Linked DNA regions of Sus scrofa: regions 2, 3, 4 and 5 are each linked to region 1. Evidence: chromatin contacts called from public HiChIP or PLAC-seq data. All regions are on one chromosome and are shown on one strand. The core of a region is the stretch at or near the end of the contact, and the rest is flanking DNA. Distances in the headings are between cores, read along the strand shown.

Region 1 (3,231 bases), core at 506-3,005:
GAAAGAAAACAAGAGGTCCTCTAAATCTTGCCATGAAAACTCACTGCTAACTCTAACCAGGAAGGCTGTAGGTGTACGAGTACAACAGAAAGGGGTTTGGGGTGAGTAGATGCAAACAATTACATTTAGATTGGCGAGACAACAGGGTCCTACTGTACAGCACAGGGAACTATATCCAATCTCCTGGGAAAGACCATGATGGAAAAGACGATTAAAAAGTGTATATATGTGTGTGTGTGTGTGTATATATATATATTACATATTATATATATATATGAAACTGAGTCACTTTGCTGTACAGCAGAAATTGACATACTGCAAACCAACTATAAATTAAAAAAATAAAGGATGGGACTTCATGCATTTAGCACTGACTGATGGGTCTGCTAATGTGAAGCTTGTGCTTACTGTGGCTCTAATTTTAGCCGACACGGTGGTCATACCACTGCCAGGACATACGCCAAACACGGTATATATGCACATTTCAATTCGTAGGAAAGGGAGGGACACCTTTTACTTTATGTGATTCTTTCTCTAGTGGGTGAGGAGAGTAGGACAAATAAAAAAGAAAAAAAAAAAAAAAACCCATGTTTGGCCACACATACTGTGAGCTGGGATTCAGAAGGGAGTCATTTGACAAAAATTTCTATCACTGCCAGTTCATTCTATTTGTTGCCAGCTTTGCTGTCCAAATATTCACCCCAAATATGTCAAAGAAAATTAAAAGAAGAAAATTATATAACAAAACATCCTTCTGAACTAATTCAATTTCAGTATTTATTTTGAAAATTTATTGAATTATAGTAGAGGAAACCCACTAAATTAAGCTGGCCAGACTGATATTTTTCTTCCTACGAGTATGGCAATATTTATTATTTTATCTATGAGGGGTTGATTAAAACTAGAAAATAAAAACACTTGCAATGTCATCATATATTTAGAATAAGGTGGCTTAGGCAAAATGAAAAAATATATAGGGCCCGTCAGTATTTTCTATTCCATAAACTAACAGATTTTCTGGAAAAACTGCATTTTAGAGATCGGCATTATGATTTTTAAAAGAGATTCCTACTCTTTTGTCTGCTTCACACCAAAGCCTTACTCTGGAATAGGTGCCATTGACTTCTACAGATAGAAAATGTGTGATGCTCATTTTAAAATTACTAGTAGAGCCTGCTATTGACCATCTAATTATGCCGAGTTCCATTTATAAACATAGCTAACCACTAAGTTTATGGAGACTTTTTGTGCTGCTTTAATAGGATATTGATCGAGAGCATAGTTGGAGTGGACTGCCATTGAATTGTGTAATGGCAAACAAAAGGCAAGGTCACAGCCACTGTTCATGCTAGGGCTGCAGTCTATTTTTTATTATAATCTTTTTGTTTCTTCCTTTAATGCTCAAGCCCAAGTGGTTTCTTTTAGAAAGAAGAGGTTGCATAAGAATACAGCCTTAGTTTAAAAAATAATTTCCAGGCCATGATCAGAGGTGAACCAATGGGCCACTTGTTTAGAAAAGAAAGTTTCAAATCTGCTCTACTTTAGCAAAGACCTAAAATCCTGCACATCTTTAAATGGCATCCCAAAGGACTGGGACATCCAGAATCTCTTATCCTACACCAATTTCCTTTGAGTCCGTCTTTGCAAGAACATTTTGTAATTTTCAAGTTTGGGCTTGTTCTGTCAAAGGGCTTCATTTCCTTATTGTACCTTGGAGCCGAGTTAACTGTTGTAGAAGCTCCATCCAGGCAGGTTAGAATATTGCCAACAGCCCCTGCTAAACTGGTGGCCAGAAAACCCTAGGGTGTGGAAATGTGTCCCCAAAGACACGCAAAGGACCTAGAGCCTTAAAAGAAAACTTTAAAAATGAACTACGATTGAGATCTTGGGATTCCCGTGTGAGAACACAGAGCGCACGTTTCTAAGGCAGAAAACAGCCACTAGGGTGCCACCTCATGCCAGGCTGAGGCATACGCCTGGCTCCATTCACTCCCACTCTCCATTGACAAACAGCTCGGGAATCCTGTAGCCACCCAGCAGCTTAGCTTTGTGGCAGAGCCAGGACAATTCAGCTGCTGGATTTTAATAGATTCTGCAGCACTGCAACAGGAACCCAAAATCAGTCTGGGTAACTGAGAGTGCTTTTCACACCCAAAGACTCTAAGGCTGGCCACAGCGTACTGAGAACCCTGGCTTTTCAAAATTCCAGGGCCATGAAGTCATCCCCAGCCACGAAGTTTACTTAACCCTTGCAGCCGACTTGGGGGTACAAACCACTGCCAGAAAATTAGAACCCGCCAGGCCAGAGTCACAATGGCCTGTGTGTATTTGCGGTTTTCCTCTTTCCCAGTGAAGTATTTAAGGTTTCGGAGTCACTCCACCAACTTCAAGTCAAAGAGTCAGCACTTTAGAAGGAAATGGGCAGAAGTACTGGATTTTTTTCAGAAGGATTTTCTGGGTTTCTCCCAGGAAGGATATTTGACAGCCTCAAAGCACACACTCCGAGGAAAACACTGGTACAAAATAAACAAGCGTGGGGGCTGACAGAGAGCTAGCTAAGCGGCGTCATGTAGCAGCCAGTAGAGTGGGCTCTCTTTGCAGCAACTTCATAGGAAAGAGACCCATCTGAAAATGCTTCTAGAAGGCTTTGTTTGAAAATGCAGCATCATGTAAGAGCCATTTCAACAGATGGTTCCTGTCTCTTTCCCCAGAGTATTATGCTAAAACAACTTTAGCGATTCTGAACTTCATTGTTAGCACTTGTAAACCCCCTCCCCCAGAGCAGAGACGTCTCTCTTTCTCTCTGGCGCGGTGTCTCGTGGTCTGCATTTCGCCCTGCCTCCCCCGGCACAAAGTGATAAATAACCAGAACTATTTTCAGATGGTCCTAGCACATGCGGGAAAAGGTAGGAGGAGAATGAATATGTTTGCTTTTATGCTGTACAGTATTCTCTTTGCTGCTAAGTGAAACAGAACTCTCCTTTCTTGCCTTTCATCGACTCTGGATGATGCAAAAAATTAAAAGGTGGCTAGGCAGGAGGCAAGGGTGAGAGGGGAACAAGTGGTGGGAGCCGGCAGCAGGAGCCCCTGATTTCCCACAGCCCCCGCGCATCCGAGCAGGATCATTTAATGTCAGGCCACCTTGTCGCTTGACCCTCACGTCTCAACGTGTGAGGCTAAGCCGGCAGCTTTCTCTTGAGTTTCTCTGCCACTGCCACCCTTTAGTAACAC
Region 2 (3,231 bases), core at 429-2,928, 360 kb after region 1:
TTGGCAAAAGCCAGTCAAAACACAGCAAGAGTTGGAGGCAGGGGCACCCTTCTGGGTGTCAAGAAAGTAGCAGCTCTTGTCAGTGTGGGAACGTGCGGGTGACTGCCAGGCCAGCTCTTCTCTCCAAATATATTCAGGATGTGTCCACTTCTTTATGTCTTCTGTTTATACTGAATCTGGACCATGTTTAACTCTGGTAGGACTCCAGCCGTGGCCTCCCCACTTGTCTCCTTAAATCCTCTCTTGTCTCCTCCAAACAGCAGCCAAAATTATATTTTGAAGATGCAAATCCTTTTTTTCACGAGTCAAGACTCTAAGATTTTTTTTTTTAATGAAATGGCTTCTAGTGCACAAAACCTTCAAAGAGTTGCTAAAAAATAATTCGAATAGTAACTTCCTGCCACTATAACCTACTCCAGGTTGTTTCTCATGTTCATCCAAAGGAATATCTGTAGTCTACTCTTTTTTAAAAAATTTGTTAATTTAAACTTTATTTTTATTTTTTAGAAGACGCAAATAATTTTAAACACTTAACACCCTTCCATATCTCCTGCTCCTTCTTAGAATAAAATCCAGTTCCTATGATGGCCTGGCAGCCCTGAGGAGGCCCAGCTACTCCTCCCATCAGACAATCTCTTGTCCAACCCCCCTCCCCCTCTTCCATGGACGTGCCAAGTTCCCTTCTGTTTTATGGTCTCTGCATTATTTCACCTGCTTGGAATCCTTTTCAACTAGACTTTTGCATGGTTAGAACTTTCTTGGCACTGAAGCCTAAACTTATAAACCACTTTCTCGGATGACACCTATCTGACCACCCAATGGTGGTAAGACCCATCCACCATGCCCTATTTTATTTTCTCTCTTGTCCTCACCTCTCTCAGGACTTTTCTTGTTTATCTTATTTGTTCCCCATTTATAGTAAGCTGCCCCCCACTCAAGAATGTTATTCCCATGATTATTTCTGTATCTCTTGGCTTAGAAAAATGCTTGAGATAAGTAAGAGCTCAGTAAATATTTGTTGAGTATTTGAACAGATGGATACATTCCTTGAGTTTTTTCTAGGTCAACTTAGGTTGTTCATCTATAACTTTCATTTATTCTTTCTTCAGGGAACATCTGGGATGTCAGAGCTTGGGATCTGGAATCTGAGAATGTTGTGCTCAAGGTCTCACTTTGCTACATGCTAACTGGGAACTCGCCCAGCCTCAGTTAACCCTTCTCTATAATGGGGATAATAACAGTAGGGCAACCCCCAAGCTGGTTGTAAAGACCAAAGGGTGTAATATTTTATTGGTATCTGACATACAGAATTGCTCAATAAAAATTAAAATTTGGTCAGTTTATATGGAGTAGAGTGGATTCAGCTCAAAACCTTGAGAGGAAAGTAGATTCCTGACAAACCCTATTTCCAAGAGAAAAATTTAAGCGTGGGCTTTGGTGCCAGAGAGACCGGGTTCTAACCCTAGCCCCATCATTTGAGTCACTTCATTAGTTTTAGTTGCCTCCCTTATAATATGGAGAAAATTACACATCCCTTGTTGAGTTGAGGCGAGGACTACAAATAGTGCACACAAGGGGCTGAGCCGGTGCCTAGTTTGGGACTCTGTAAGTGGCAGCCGCCTTGTCCCAGCTGCCCGGGTGGCAGGGTTCGCAGTGCAGAGAGGAAGAGAAGAGAGGAAGCAGGCAATCTGGCAATCTGGGGAAATTCTTTTCTAACACTTCTGATAAGCACGAGCCCAGGGGCTGTCTCATTTGACTTCCTCTTGCTTTCCTGTCTGGTTGGCAGTCACCAGGCTGGGAGCCATGCCATGGCCCCTCGCTGGTGGGTCAGCATGTTTTATTTCCCCTCGGTCCTCTCTAATGAAAAGCACTCGCATCCAGTAAATCTTTCCTTTGCTCTTATTAAAGCACTTGATGTTGGTTATTGAGGTCCGTTCCCAGCTAGGTGAGAATCAATAAGGTGACCTCTTAATCACCTCGGCAATCAGCGAGCTCTTTTCTTAGCTTGCACTCAGGCCAGTGCCCACAGAACTCCTGACGCTCACCAGGCCCTGGTTACCCACCAAGCGGTGCGGAGACCTCCCCCTACGTTTCCTCTCTCCCCAGCGACCTCGAGGAGTCTCGAGTCCTCTGAGCCAGCCCTGCTCTCTGCTTGTCTCTGCTCGGCTATGTTTGGCAGGATAATGAACAATCTTGTGCTTCTGGAAAGGGAAGGGGACAGTCAATACCTGATTATAGATGGTTTTTTTTTTTTTTTAACTGAACTATTGTTGACTTATAATGTTGTGCTAGTTTCTGGTGTACAGCAAAGTGATTCAGTTATGTGTGTGTATGTGTGAGAGAGATTCATATATATATGAATCTGGATATACACACCCTCCATCCCCTCTTCCTTTTTGGGAACCATAAATTTGATTTCTGTCTGTGAGTTTGTTTTCTGTCTGTGAGTTGGTTTCTGTTTTGTAAATAAGTTCACATGTATCATATTTTAGATTTTACGTATAAGTGATATCACATGGTATTTGTCTTTCTTTGTCTTATTTCACTTAGTATGATAATCTCTAGGTCCATCCATGCTACTACAGATGGCATTATCTCACTCTTTTCATGGCTGAGTAGTATTCCATTACATATTTGATATATATGTAATATATATATAACTGATCACGTATAATAGATATACGTATATGTATATATATATATCTCACAACAAATGACCTCATTTTGGTCGTTGTGTCTTTGTTCATGCTGTGCAACTGCTTAGAATGAAAGCTATCTTGTCTCTGCAGAGTAAAGCCTTTCTCCCCCCTCAACGCTCAAATCCACCTTTGCTGGGAAGCCCTCAATTCCCCGAGGAAGTCATTTGCCCCTTGCAATGTTTTGAACAGAAGTCTACTCTAAAGCATGTTGCACCATATTTGGGTTCTCTCCTGTATGCTGGCCAGTCTGTGGTCTCCTTAAGGGCAGGTAATGTGTCTTAGTCATCTCTGAATCATCATGACCCACCTTGAAGCCTGGCACACAGAGTTCAGCTGTGTTTGTTAGAAGGAAAGTAGGAAGGCAGGAAGGCAGGAAAGGAAGAAAGGAAAAGAAGAAGGAAAGAAGGAAGGTGTTAGTTACTTTATATAGTCCTGGGAATTAGCATAGGTTCAAGGCCTGGCATTGCCAATAACTGCTGGGTAAATTTAGGCAAGATTTATAATCAATTTCAGCCTTAATTTCCTTATTGGT
Region 3 (3,231 bases), core at 355-2,854, 290 kb after region 1:
GACTGTTACAGTTAATCTCGCCTCTTTTAGTTTCCATTGCTCTCTTTCTCCTTTGGTCTCTTTCCTTCTTGGTGTTCCCTACCTCCTGTAGTTATGAGTTAATAAAAACATGTCCCTATTTTTAAAAAGATCCATAAAGTTGATGCTAAATTTGAGAGTTAATGTTGCAACTAAACTCTCCTGGAGCCACATCTTTTCTGTCTGTAATGCCAGCAACCATTTGTCCTTAAAAACTTACTATAATGATTCTTTCAAGGCCTTTGAGAAAATGTAATAAACAACTAATTGGAAAAAAAAGTAAAACCCAACTCTCACTTATTTTACTTTCTCAGATCAAGGAAACGGACTTCAAGCAAAATAATCAACTTTATGTAGTTTATTTTTAAACTCCTCTATTTTCAGTAGCTCATTTTCTTCCTTAACTAAGTCACACCGCTTTGTTCGAGTTCACATCTACCTCTCCCACGTGTCCCCACTAACCGACTCAGTGATTCGCACCCAGCGAGACCGAAGGAGTGGAAACCGTCCTGAAAGGAGCCCTGCCGGCATTTGGTCCCAGGGTAAAGCGCTCCATTTCAGAAGTTCTGAGAAAAGTGTCTTCTTCCGAAACTACCAGTGGAGCAAATCATTTACCTAATTCATTCAAGAGCCTCCATAGGAAGGACTTTGGAGCCTGATGATCCTCATAATTCGGTACTAATGAAAACCCCTTTGGCCCTTCGCTTTCGGCCCCGCGAGAGACGGCATCCGCTCCCAGGACGAGAAGAGCGGGCCTGGCTCGCGGCGGCCCCTCCCCATCTAACCCCAGATGGCACAACCCGAGAGCACAGCGACGACGGCGGCGACTCCAGACGCCGCCCGTGCCACCGTCCTATCCGCCACTGTGCCACTCTCGCCCCCTCTCCTCCAGCGCGGGCCCCTCCCGCTTTCCCTTCCTTCTCACCCTCCCCAGGGCTTTTTATGGGGGTAAGAGGTAAATTGGGAATATTTCCTCTGTCGCGAAACATTCTCCTTCCTCAGCCATCTCCCACTCGGGCGGATTGGAATTAAAATCCGGTAATTCAACTTTGCTGCGAAAACTCGGGTTCCTGGGGAGGGGCCGGAGGGAAGGAAGACCCCGCGGTGAATGCGCAGCCCTAGGAGGCTCCCATCCCGCCTCGCTGCCGCCCGGCGGGGAGGATGAAAGCCGAAGGCCGGGGAGGGGCTGCGCGCTCCCCCGAGGGGGCTAGGGTTTGGGGCGGAGGAGGCCGAGGCTAGGTGGCGAGTGCGGGGCCGGGGCTTCAGGGCTCGCGGGTACCCGGACCCTCTTCCCAGGCTGCGCGCTCCCGGCCCTGCAGGTGCACCCCCTCCGCCCCCTTGCAAGCCCCTCCAAGAAAACCGCCTTCCGGCCCAAGTTCGGTCCTTGGAGGCTTTGAACGTGGCCTTTCAGAAGTTTTTAAAGCTGCTCCGCCCCGCGCAGCATTCAAGGGTCACACTCCCCTCCATCCCTCCACCCGCGCTACAGCTGCAGCACCAGGGGGTGCAGGGAAGGAGTGGGGCGGGGTGTGGGGGGAGGCCGTCGGCAGGCCGAGGCTCAGGGGTCCAAGCACCGCCCAGAAGCGCCAAGCTCGGCCTAGAGCGCTTGGAGATCCGCTCCCGAGCCCAACCTCTGAGGAAGCACAGGCAGACAGCTCCTGCACCGCGCCAGCCACGGGGGGGTGGGGGTGGGGGTGGGGGAGAGGGGAGGGGAGGGGCAGTGGGGAGAGGAAGAGAGACCGGGCGGGGGAAGGGCACAACCACATTACCAGGGTTCCTGTGCTGAGCTGCAGCCAAGGGACTATTTAAACTGGCCTTGAGGGGAGGCAGCTGGTGACCCGCGTCCTCGCCCTCCAAGTTCCCCGCGAATCAGGGCGCCACCTACAGGCAAGTTTCGGATAGCAGGAGGGAGAAAGGGAGACAGCCCGTCAAGGAAAGCCACCCAGGGGAGCAGGACCCTGTTTTCTCCAGGGCCATCTCCCGCTCCTGAGTCTGAGTTCTGAGCTCCAGAGTTATGGATCTACTGGCAGCAGCAAGAGTTCTGAGGGCACTGAGAATGAGCTTTTAGGGAATGAGGAATTGAGGTAGTAAATACAGGAGTTGGAGGATTCATGGACCAAAGTCCCTCTTCTAGGCTGGTCTTAGAAAATGCAGCTTGTTTCGCTGAGAAGAGTGGCTGTGTGGCCGTGGACAAGTTGCTTGATCTTTCCAATCCTTGGTTTCTTCATCCCTTAAAAGAGGTATAGTGGTGCCTGCCTGACAGGGTCTTTTCTAGAATTAAACGAGATAATGTAGATGAGAAACTGCAGGTGCCTTCTAGAGGGAGATTTCATCGATTTCTAATATGGAAAAACTGTCTTTTAACCTAGGAAATCTAACTTATAAGACTTTGTCTAGCTTCTTTCTGTTTGTTGAAGATTAGGGCCTTTGAAGAGGATAGAGAGAGTCAAAGAGGTGTGAGTGTCTGATTAGGATAGAAGGACCAGTTAGTGGAAGTTTTGACAACTGCTCTCTAGCTAACCCCCTTCTTATAGACATATAATAACATATTATATTTATGCATCACTTAGTATTGCTATTTACTATTACCTCATTTAATTTTATCACTTATATGGCATATGTTTTTCCCATATTGAAGATGTGAAAACAAAGACGTGGGGATACAAGCCATAGCTGGTACCTTTTTTTTTTTTTCTTTAAAGAAAATTTCCAACTTAGCAGCTCTAGATCTGTATTTCAGAATCTACCTTTGACATCAATTTATTAAGCACCTACTATGTGCTTGGTTATATATATTAGGAATTTCACATGTGATTCTCAGGTCTCATGTGATTCTCATATCATGTCTGTGAAGCAGGACTTCAAGATCTCCCTTCACAGAAGAGGAGAGCTCGGTTCAGGGAGACCCAGGGCATCATTTAATGTCCTACAGAGAAGTGGTGGAGCCAGGTCATGAGGAGCCCTGATCTTCCGACTATACATCCACGAACCTTCTACTGCACCAAAACTGAGCATATTCCCAACTAGCTTTGGGGCACACATACAAGTTTGGGAAAGGTCACCTGGAGAAGTGGACACCTTGATGGTTTCTCCATGTTGAAGGTGTAGTAAATGACGGCGTCTAGAACCTTTAGTAATGGTAGAGTATTACAGTGTTTCCTAATGAAATATTGACCATGGGAGAAGTGGGCAGGGGTGCAATGGAGAAGCCAAGGA
Region 4 (3,231 bases), core at 267-2,766, 270 kb before region 1:
AACGCAAATGCAGTCTCTTTACAGGAAGAATCTTCACATTTTTAAGTTGGAAACTGAGTGCTAACTGCCTACAGCAAAAATTCTTTTTCAGTTGGTAAATATCCTCATCTGTAACAATCACTGGGACATTCAATAACTTCTTATTAACACTTCTGATAAGTAGATGTGCTAGATATAAGACCTGTGTTGCTAAAACATAGCACCTGCTTGTTTGTAGCCTACAAACCCACAAGTTCAAAGACTGCCTTTTAGGCTTAAATAAAATGAATCCATAAGTTTAGCAACCGGTTGGCACCAACCCCAGGCGGCATTTGATTTTTGGAGTAAAGCAGCAGGAGCAGCTGCCTTAGCCCCTAGCAGGGGCTGGGACTGAAACTCAGGGACGGGACCACAGGTAGGTGGGGTAGTCAGCTTCCGCCAGAGAGAGCCAATCAGCTAAGCGTATCTGTGCTGGTCAAGCCGCAGTCCCGCAGAACAATTCTCTGGCTTTTGTAAACAAACGTCAGAGAGAAGGTCACGAAAATTTAGCCCCAAAGCAGTACTACCACCAACAAACTTGTTGGGGCGGGAGGGGAGTTGCGGGGGGAGGAGGATTGAGGAGGGGAACCTCGCCAAGCCTCAGCTTACTCATCCGCAAATTAAGGGCATCAGATGTAATGAGTGTTTTTGTTTGGTTTTTTTTGGGTTTTTGTAGGGCTGCACTTCTGGCATATGGAAGCTCCCAGCCTATACACCACAGCTTTATGGCAAGGTGGGATCCTTAACCTACTGAGTGAGGCCAGGGATCAAACCCGCCTCCTCATGGATACTAATGGACTTCTTAACCTGATGAGCCACAAGGGGAACTCCAGATGAGTGGTTCTTAATTAGTGCTACCCACATTGCAAATGGACCACTGGACTAGTCTAAGATGGTGCAGGATTTTTGTAGCAATTACTAGCCCTTAACAAAATGTCTGATTACTCACATTTATTCCTGGGTGGGGGGTGGGGGGCGCATTTGTTTTTATCACATTAGGTCTCTTGCTTAATTGAGTGTATTATCCTGTGTGTTGGATTCATTTGTTTGTTCATTCATCCAGCAGTTGGGCACAGTGACTCTGTGCTGGCCCTGAACTGGGATCAGAAATAGCCCAAATAGGGCTTATATTTAACTAGTGAAATCAATTCGTAGGTTATAAGAGGAGGCCTGAAGTCTTTTCTCCTCCAAATACGAATCCCGGCGCTGCATCCGATATGCTGCTCTGGATCTGGTGATGCAGATCTCTACCTGCCGAGTCCTGACCGCCAGCTCCTTACACGCCGCATTCTGATTGGCCGGGAAATTCACCAGCAGTTGTCCCCCAACCCCACCCCCATCCCACCCGGTTTCCGCGGCAGAAGAGGGATCGGCTTGAAGTACCTTCTGCTTCCTGTAGGTGGAGCCAAACCCCCTGGCTGAGAGGCTGCGGCCCCGCCGACGCTTCTCAACCCGCCTTCCCTCTCCTCTCTCGGGAGGCCTCCCTCCACGTCCCCACCAACCCAGTGCGTCGGAGGGGAAATCGTGCCAGACTAGGAGACGGCTGCCAGGTTCCTCTCAAGTCTTGGCTTAACAAAGGAAAGCAAATTACAAAAATGGAAATTTTCAAACCAGCGTTCAGTGGTATTCAGATCGACGTTTGGGTAGCACGCAGGCACAGACCGCATTCGTGCTATTTTGTGATTAAAATGATACCGAAAATACCGCCTTGCTTGGGTTTTCTTCTACGACGACCTGTTTCCCTCCCTCTTCTCATTTCCCCCCTTTTTTTTTCACGGAGGGGCAGCCCCCCCTGACCACTGCAGAACCGCTAACATCTGTTGAAATCTTGCTTCTCCTGACTTTTCTAAAGAGTTGAACTTGAAAAATGCCTGCGCTTTTCAGTCTGGAAAAAAAGCCAGATAAAGAAGTTTCTAGGCACCTTCCCAGGGCGTCCTGCGTTTCGCGTAAGGCGCTCTGAGTTCTCTGACAGAGCATCAATCGTCTTTGCATTTCACCTCGATGCGAGGACAACACCTGAAGGCGAACCCTGCCAGAAAAGCAGGCTACCTTGTTCCCCCCTCAGCTTGAGCTGTGCGCTCCGTCTCCTCCTTTAAAAATGGGTTTAAAGTGGCCCTTGAGTTGGGTCTTGAAGGATTTTACTTTAGGCTGGAGGGGTGGTTTTTGTTTTTGTTTGTAAACCTGCCCGCGTCCTCCTTGCTAATTTCTGCAGTTGCTAGACCGGCTCTGTCCCAAGTGGGTTTGTGAGAAAGGCCCTCCCATTGTTTGCACCCCCTACCCCCCCACCCCACACTGCACCGTGGTGTTGTGTTTTTTTTCCTCCTTGGAAGCTTTGACTGTCTCCTTCTTACACAGCTGTGTTTGCAGTGCCTGGAGACAGGTGGGGGGCAGCCTCTAGGCCAAAGCTGCCAATTCTCTCTCTAAGGACTGTCTGAATAGCTATTAAAATTTAAAGATCTCTCTCTCGCTCACACACACACACACAAACACGCTTTTTTCCCCCCCCCCCACACACACTTTTTTGGTGGCGTGGTCACTCACTAAGTCTGTTTGTTGTTTAGGAGGGGCTGTACCAGTAGCCAGACAGAGTCTAGAGGTCGCAGCCATTCTATTCTCTGTATCCTCCAGCCCACATAAGCATTACCTTGGGCCACAGCCTCATCTTTCTAGGCACCTTGGAAAACTGGGTCCAGTGGCCTTAGCTGGGTTGTGAGAAAGAGGACCACTCATCTCAACAGATAAATGTGAGCCATCTCCAGGCAACAGTCACAGTATGGGGATGTTGTGGGTTGGGGCCCATGCAAATGAGAGTTCTCTACTTGGTCAAAGGAGAGCAGAACGCTTGGACTAGATGGGTAGTGATGGCCAGACTTTGAATGGAAGCATGGCTTTCTGACACAGGATCAGACACCCTGTGGTTTCACCCCGATGGCTCTAGTTCTGAGTACCCAGAGTCCTCTAGGGACATCCTCTTAGAATTTCTCCCCCCTCCTTGCTCTACTTCACAAACTCTTGTTTGTCTTTCAAGAATTCTCAAATGCACCCCCCTTGAAGTCTTTCATAGCTATGCCTATGTGCCACTCGCCCTGAAGAATTAATCATTCTGTCATCTGTTCAATATAACTCTATTGCTTGAGCTATGTGACATACGACACTGTATTATGCATATTTTTATGCCTCTTTCTCCCTTGATAGAATATATACTCTTTGCCA
Region 5 (3,231 bases), core at 529-3,028, 270 kb after region 1:
GAGGGAAGGAAGAAATGGATATATTTTAGTCACAGTCTGCCAGTTACTGTCTCCAAGACAAGCTACTGCAGTTGGTTTCCACTGGATTGGTGTCAAAGACTTGTCCAAGAGGCCAGACTCCAGCTAAGAGTTAGCAAGTCAGCAATCTTCCACACACACCCTCCACAGGGGTTGTTGTGGTAACAAGAAGAAATGTGAACTTGGCCAGTCTCAATATCCAGGTCCCTACTGACCATATGTCTAAGCAGCAAAATTCAAGGAAAATCAAGAAAAACATCCTCTTTCTCCCCCTTTTCCTTTCAAATGTACAAAACAGCTGTCAGTACACCTGTGAAACATTCTCTCTCCCTTAAAACTGTTGTTTAGAGTTCAAGAAGAGAGGCTTGTCTATTCCTTCAAAGTACCTGAAAAGCCAAAGCTTTTAAGATAATCAGAGTAAGAAGTTTTGCAATGCTAAGTATGCAATATATCACTTCCGAAAGCTCACTACGGTCCCATAGTTTTTAAGCCACATACTTTTAAAAGCTGAATCTCACCTTCCACAACCCTTAACAACATTCCTGAACTTACAAATAATAATTCATGCAAAGTTAAACATTTCTGTAGAAGAATTTAAAAAAAATAAAAAACTTTTCCCAAAAGGCAATGGAAGAAGGCATACGATTTACGCAAACAAAACAAAACTACACCAATTAGGTTTTCTTTTCTGAAACTCGAAAACTCTTTCCTATTATGCTTGCTAAATCCGGAAGAGCCTGTAGCTTTGACAGCTTGAACCACACCATCCCCTTCAGAGCCGCAGAGAACTTCAGATCTTGTCTGCCCCGCCCCCTCTGGCTACTGCGAGCCAGTGTACACCCAAGCTTCCTCATGATTGGATAAAGCTCTAGTCAATCTCCCAGGTTGTCCCATTGATTAGAGGATCGAATCGTCAATTACTCTCCGGTCCAGACATTTCTTTTCGGGTTAGGTTGACTGCTGAGGCCAGACGTCTTTTTACAGAACCGAGCACGTACAGGATTCCCCCCCCTCCCCTTTCTGGAACCGAGCAAGCACTTGGAGGAGAAAAAAAAATCTGTCAAGCTCAGCAATTTTTTTCAAATCTCAGGAAGAAAAAAAAAAGGAAACCCAGTCCCTAATGCACATAGCAAAATAAATAAATAAAAGCCATCCACAAAGCTACATCTTTAAAACAAAACCATCACAATAGACATTTACCCAGCAATCACGTCAGTGCATATGCAAGCTAGAGAAAATTTTAAGTCTTAGCCATTAACAAAACCATTCTACCATTATTGTTGTTTATAAAACGCATATCGTATAAACGCAAAATAGAAAGTTTAAGATGTACCACGTACCATTGCAATGTAAAAAGAGTACGTGAGAAACTTTAAAATGTTCAGACGAATTGCTTCATTTGTTGTCCCCCTTTTTTTTTTTTTTTGCATTAAAAAGATATCTTAATAAACTTGGAACCGTTGAAAACCCGGAAGAGATTTTTTTTTAAGCTGTTGGCCAATTGCAGGCTTCTTGGAGATTTTTTTTTTTTTTTTCTCCAAATCAGGAGGCTTCTGCAATTGCAATGCGCGCTCTCTGCCTCTCTCACTGTCTCTCCTCTTTTGAAAGCGATCCAACCCGGGCTGGCTGGTTCTCAGATTCTCTCTGGTTTTGCCTTGTGTGCTTTGGATTCTACGAGACTTTGCCGAAGTTGCAATCGGTTCGCAGTCCCTCTCTCCTCTCACTACCCGCTTGTTTATTTCCGCAATCGCTGCAATTTGCATAGTAACCACGCACGGGGCGCCGGGGCTGCCTGCAGAGGGGGCCCGGAGGGGGCAGGGAAAGGCCTTGCCCCCGCTCCCTCCCCCCGTCTCTCTCCCCGCCAGTCTCCTCCTCCCCCACGGCGTGTGGCCAATAGGAGCCCCGACATTCAGCGCAAGCTCGGGTCGGGACACCGTTTGGAAGAAAAGCCCCTGTGTTACTAGGCCCCGCTCACAGGACCGTGTTTTTGGCGCAGTAGGAGTTCCCCTGCTTGCGGACCTCGCAGCCGGTACTAGGGAGATGTGAGGCTATGATACCTTTGCCTGCGGTTGTGCGGGTTTTGCACGTTTTAATCAAGTCTGCACACCTGCTTTCTCGGTTTCTTTTTCCATAGCCTCTGGTGAGTTATTAGGTTAGTTCATGATGGTTAGTGAGAGATTTAACCTTTATTTGCACTGGTGTAGACCAAGAGTTAAAGATCCTCTTTGGATCATTAAATCAAGAGAGTGCAAAATGTCACCGAGAACTTGCAGTGAAATAAAGCTTCTACTCTAGCTTCAGAAAGGAAAAAGCATTGCCACTACTCTCTGCAGATGGCTGAACATAAAAATGGTTAGGTGGGCTCCCTCAAGAATAAAGCTGTTCCTTTAAAGCAGGAGATGCAGTGAAATTCGAATGTAATTGCAAGCGTTTAATTGGTCAATATCCTTACAAAACCTGGGTTCCACAAAATTTAATGCACTTCTCCACCTCCCATCCCCCCCAAAGGAGACCTGTTTCAACATTTAAAGGAGGTAGGGGGTTAAAACCCAGTTGCTGAAACATCAAATCCTTCATTTCACTGATTCGTCTTATATGATTAATCCAGACTCTTTAAGATCAGGTGATCAGGATATTTCAGTGTCAACCTTTTATGTGTTTGTTTTATGCAACAGACTAGGCATTGGTGCAGTGGTGGTGCAAGGGAAGTATCCCTTTAAATGGAAAGCATCACAACCAGGTATTGCCTTTTTTTTTTTTTTAATGTGTTTGCTTTGCATCAGTTAAGTAGCTTAGGACATTTTGCTGAATAACTGAGTGACTGGAAAATGTGTGCTTAAGCTCACTTGATAAAAATTATCCAGTAAGAAGTCAAGAGGAATAGGAAGCAACTTGGCGGTTGCCTGATTTTCTTAACTGTCCTTGGTGAAGTTACCTAATTAATTGATAACAGAACCTCGAGCAGTTAAATCAGAAGTTAGAGAATCCTCCTATTCTATTTTGAACCACATTTTTGGCTTTAGGCTTGCACTTTACAACCAGGTAACTGATGCAGCATTACTAGGAGGTACTATATTGTGACTGCCCTTGGTGTTAGGCAACATTTGCTGTTCTGGTCTGCCTCCGATAGATTCGGATATTGTCTGGCTCTAGAAACTCTGTGGCATTTTAATCCTGGCCTCCTCCACTGAACATACATTTCCACTTGGCATG

Evidence for each region. HiChIP or PLAC-seq counts read pairs in DNA pulled down with a chosen protein or histone mark.
Region 2: a contact with region 1 is called in an H3K27ac HiChIP or PLAC-seq map of alveolar macrophages. The contact joins two enhancer-like sites. A contact is called at or near these places in 5 of 47 Hi-C or Micro-C datasets (embryonic fibroblasts, heart right ventricle, skeletal muscle and 1 more) and 1 of 2 datasets of contacts at active chromatin or transcription factors (alveolar macrophages).
Region 3: a contact with region 1 is called in an H3K27ac HiChIP or PLAC-seq map of skeletal muscle, with 9 times the contacts expected there. The contact joins two enhancer-like sites. A contact is called at or near these places in 18 of 47 Hi-C or Micro-C datasets (alveolar macrophages, brain, embryonic fibroblasts and 9 more) and 2 of 2 datasets of contacts at active chromatin or transcription factors (alveolar macrophages and skeletal muscle).
Region 4: an H3K27ac HiChIP or PLAC-seq map of skeletal muscle shows a contact between it and region 1, with 11 times the contacts expected there. The contact joins two enhancer-like sites. A contact is called at or near these places in 11 of 47 Hi-C or Micro-C datasets (brain, embryonic fibroblasts, fetal heart ventricle and 6 more) and 1 of 2 datasets of contacts at active chromatin or transcription factors (skeletal muscle).
Region 5: a contact with region 1 is called in an H3K27ac HiChIP or PLAC-seq map of skeletal muscle, with 5 times the contacts expected there. The contact joins the promoter of NFIA here to the enhancer-like site in region 1. A contact is called at or near these places in 3 of 5 promoter capture datasets (fetal liver, fetal skeletal muscle and liver), 11 of 47 Hi-C or Micro-C datasets (embryonic fibroblasts, fetal skeletal muscle, fibroblasts and 6 more) and 2 of 2 datasets of contacts at active chromatin or transcription factors (alveolar macrophages and skeletal muscle).

What each region holds. Positions count from the first base shown.
Region 1 is chr6:150,961,951-150,965,181 of Sscrofa11.1, forward strand. The region is part of intron 4 of NFIA (nuclear factor 1 A-type); the gene reads right to left. Among named protein-coding and RNA genes, the nearest start is that of NFIA, 270 kb to the right of the region's middle. Within about 2 kb of position 1,756, at least 48 of the 83 cell types and tissues checked have an H3K27ac peak or open chromatin away from gene starts, as enhancers often do. A contact at or near this core is called in alveolar macrophages, brain, embryonic fibroblasts and 7 more, where this site is marked.
Region 2 is chr6:151,326,948-151,330,178 of Sscrofa11.1, forward strand. All of the region lies in intron 1 of LOC110261418 (a long non-coding RNA gene), which reads left to right. Among named protein-coding and RNA genes, the nearest start is that of NFIA, 99 kb to the left of the region's middle. Within about 2 kb of position 1,679, at least 14 of the 83 cell types and tissues checked have an H3K27ac peak or open chromatin away from gene starts, as enhancers often do. A contact at or near this core is called in alveolar macrophages, where this site is marked.
Region 3 is chr6:151,250,342-151,253,572 of Sscrofa11.1, forward strand. LOC106507659 (a long non-coding RNA gene) reads left to right here. Exons shown (of 2, transcript XR_002345466.1): 2 at 333-1,065. Among named protein-coding and RNA genes, the nearest start is that of NFIA, 22 kb to the left of the region's middle. Within about 2 kb of position 1,605, at least 41 of the 83 cell types and tissues checked have an H3K27ac peak or open chromatin away from gene starts, as enhancers often do. A contact at or near this core is called in brain, liver, mesenteric adipose tissue and 3 more, where this site is marked.
Region 4 is chr6:150,687,680-150,690,910 of Sscrofa11.1, forward strand. No RefSeq gene overlaps it. Among named protein-coding and RNA genes, the nearest start is that of TM2D1, 74 kb to the left of the region's middle. Within about 2 kb of position 1,517, at least 38 of the 83 cell types and tissues checked have an H3K27ac peak or open chromatin away from gene starts, as enhancers often do. A contact at or near this core is called in brain, embryonic fibroblasts, fetal skeletal muscle and 3 more, where this site is marked.
Region 5 is chr6:151,227,995-151,231,225 of Sscrofa11.1, forward strand. NFIA (nuclear factor 1 A-type) reads right to left here and starts at 1,779. Exons shown (of 11, transcript XM_021097780.1): 1 at 1,359-1,779. The coding sequence starts at 1,448.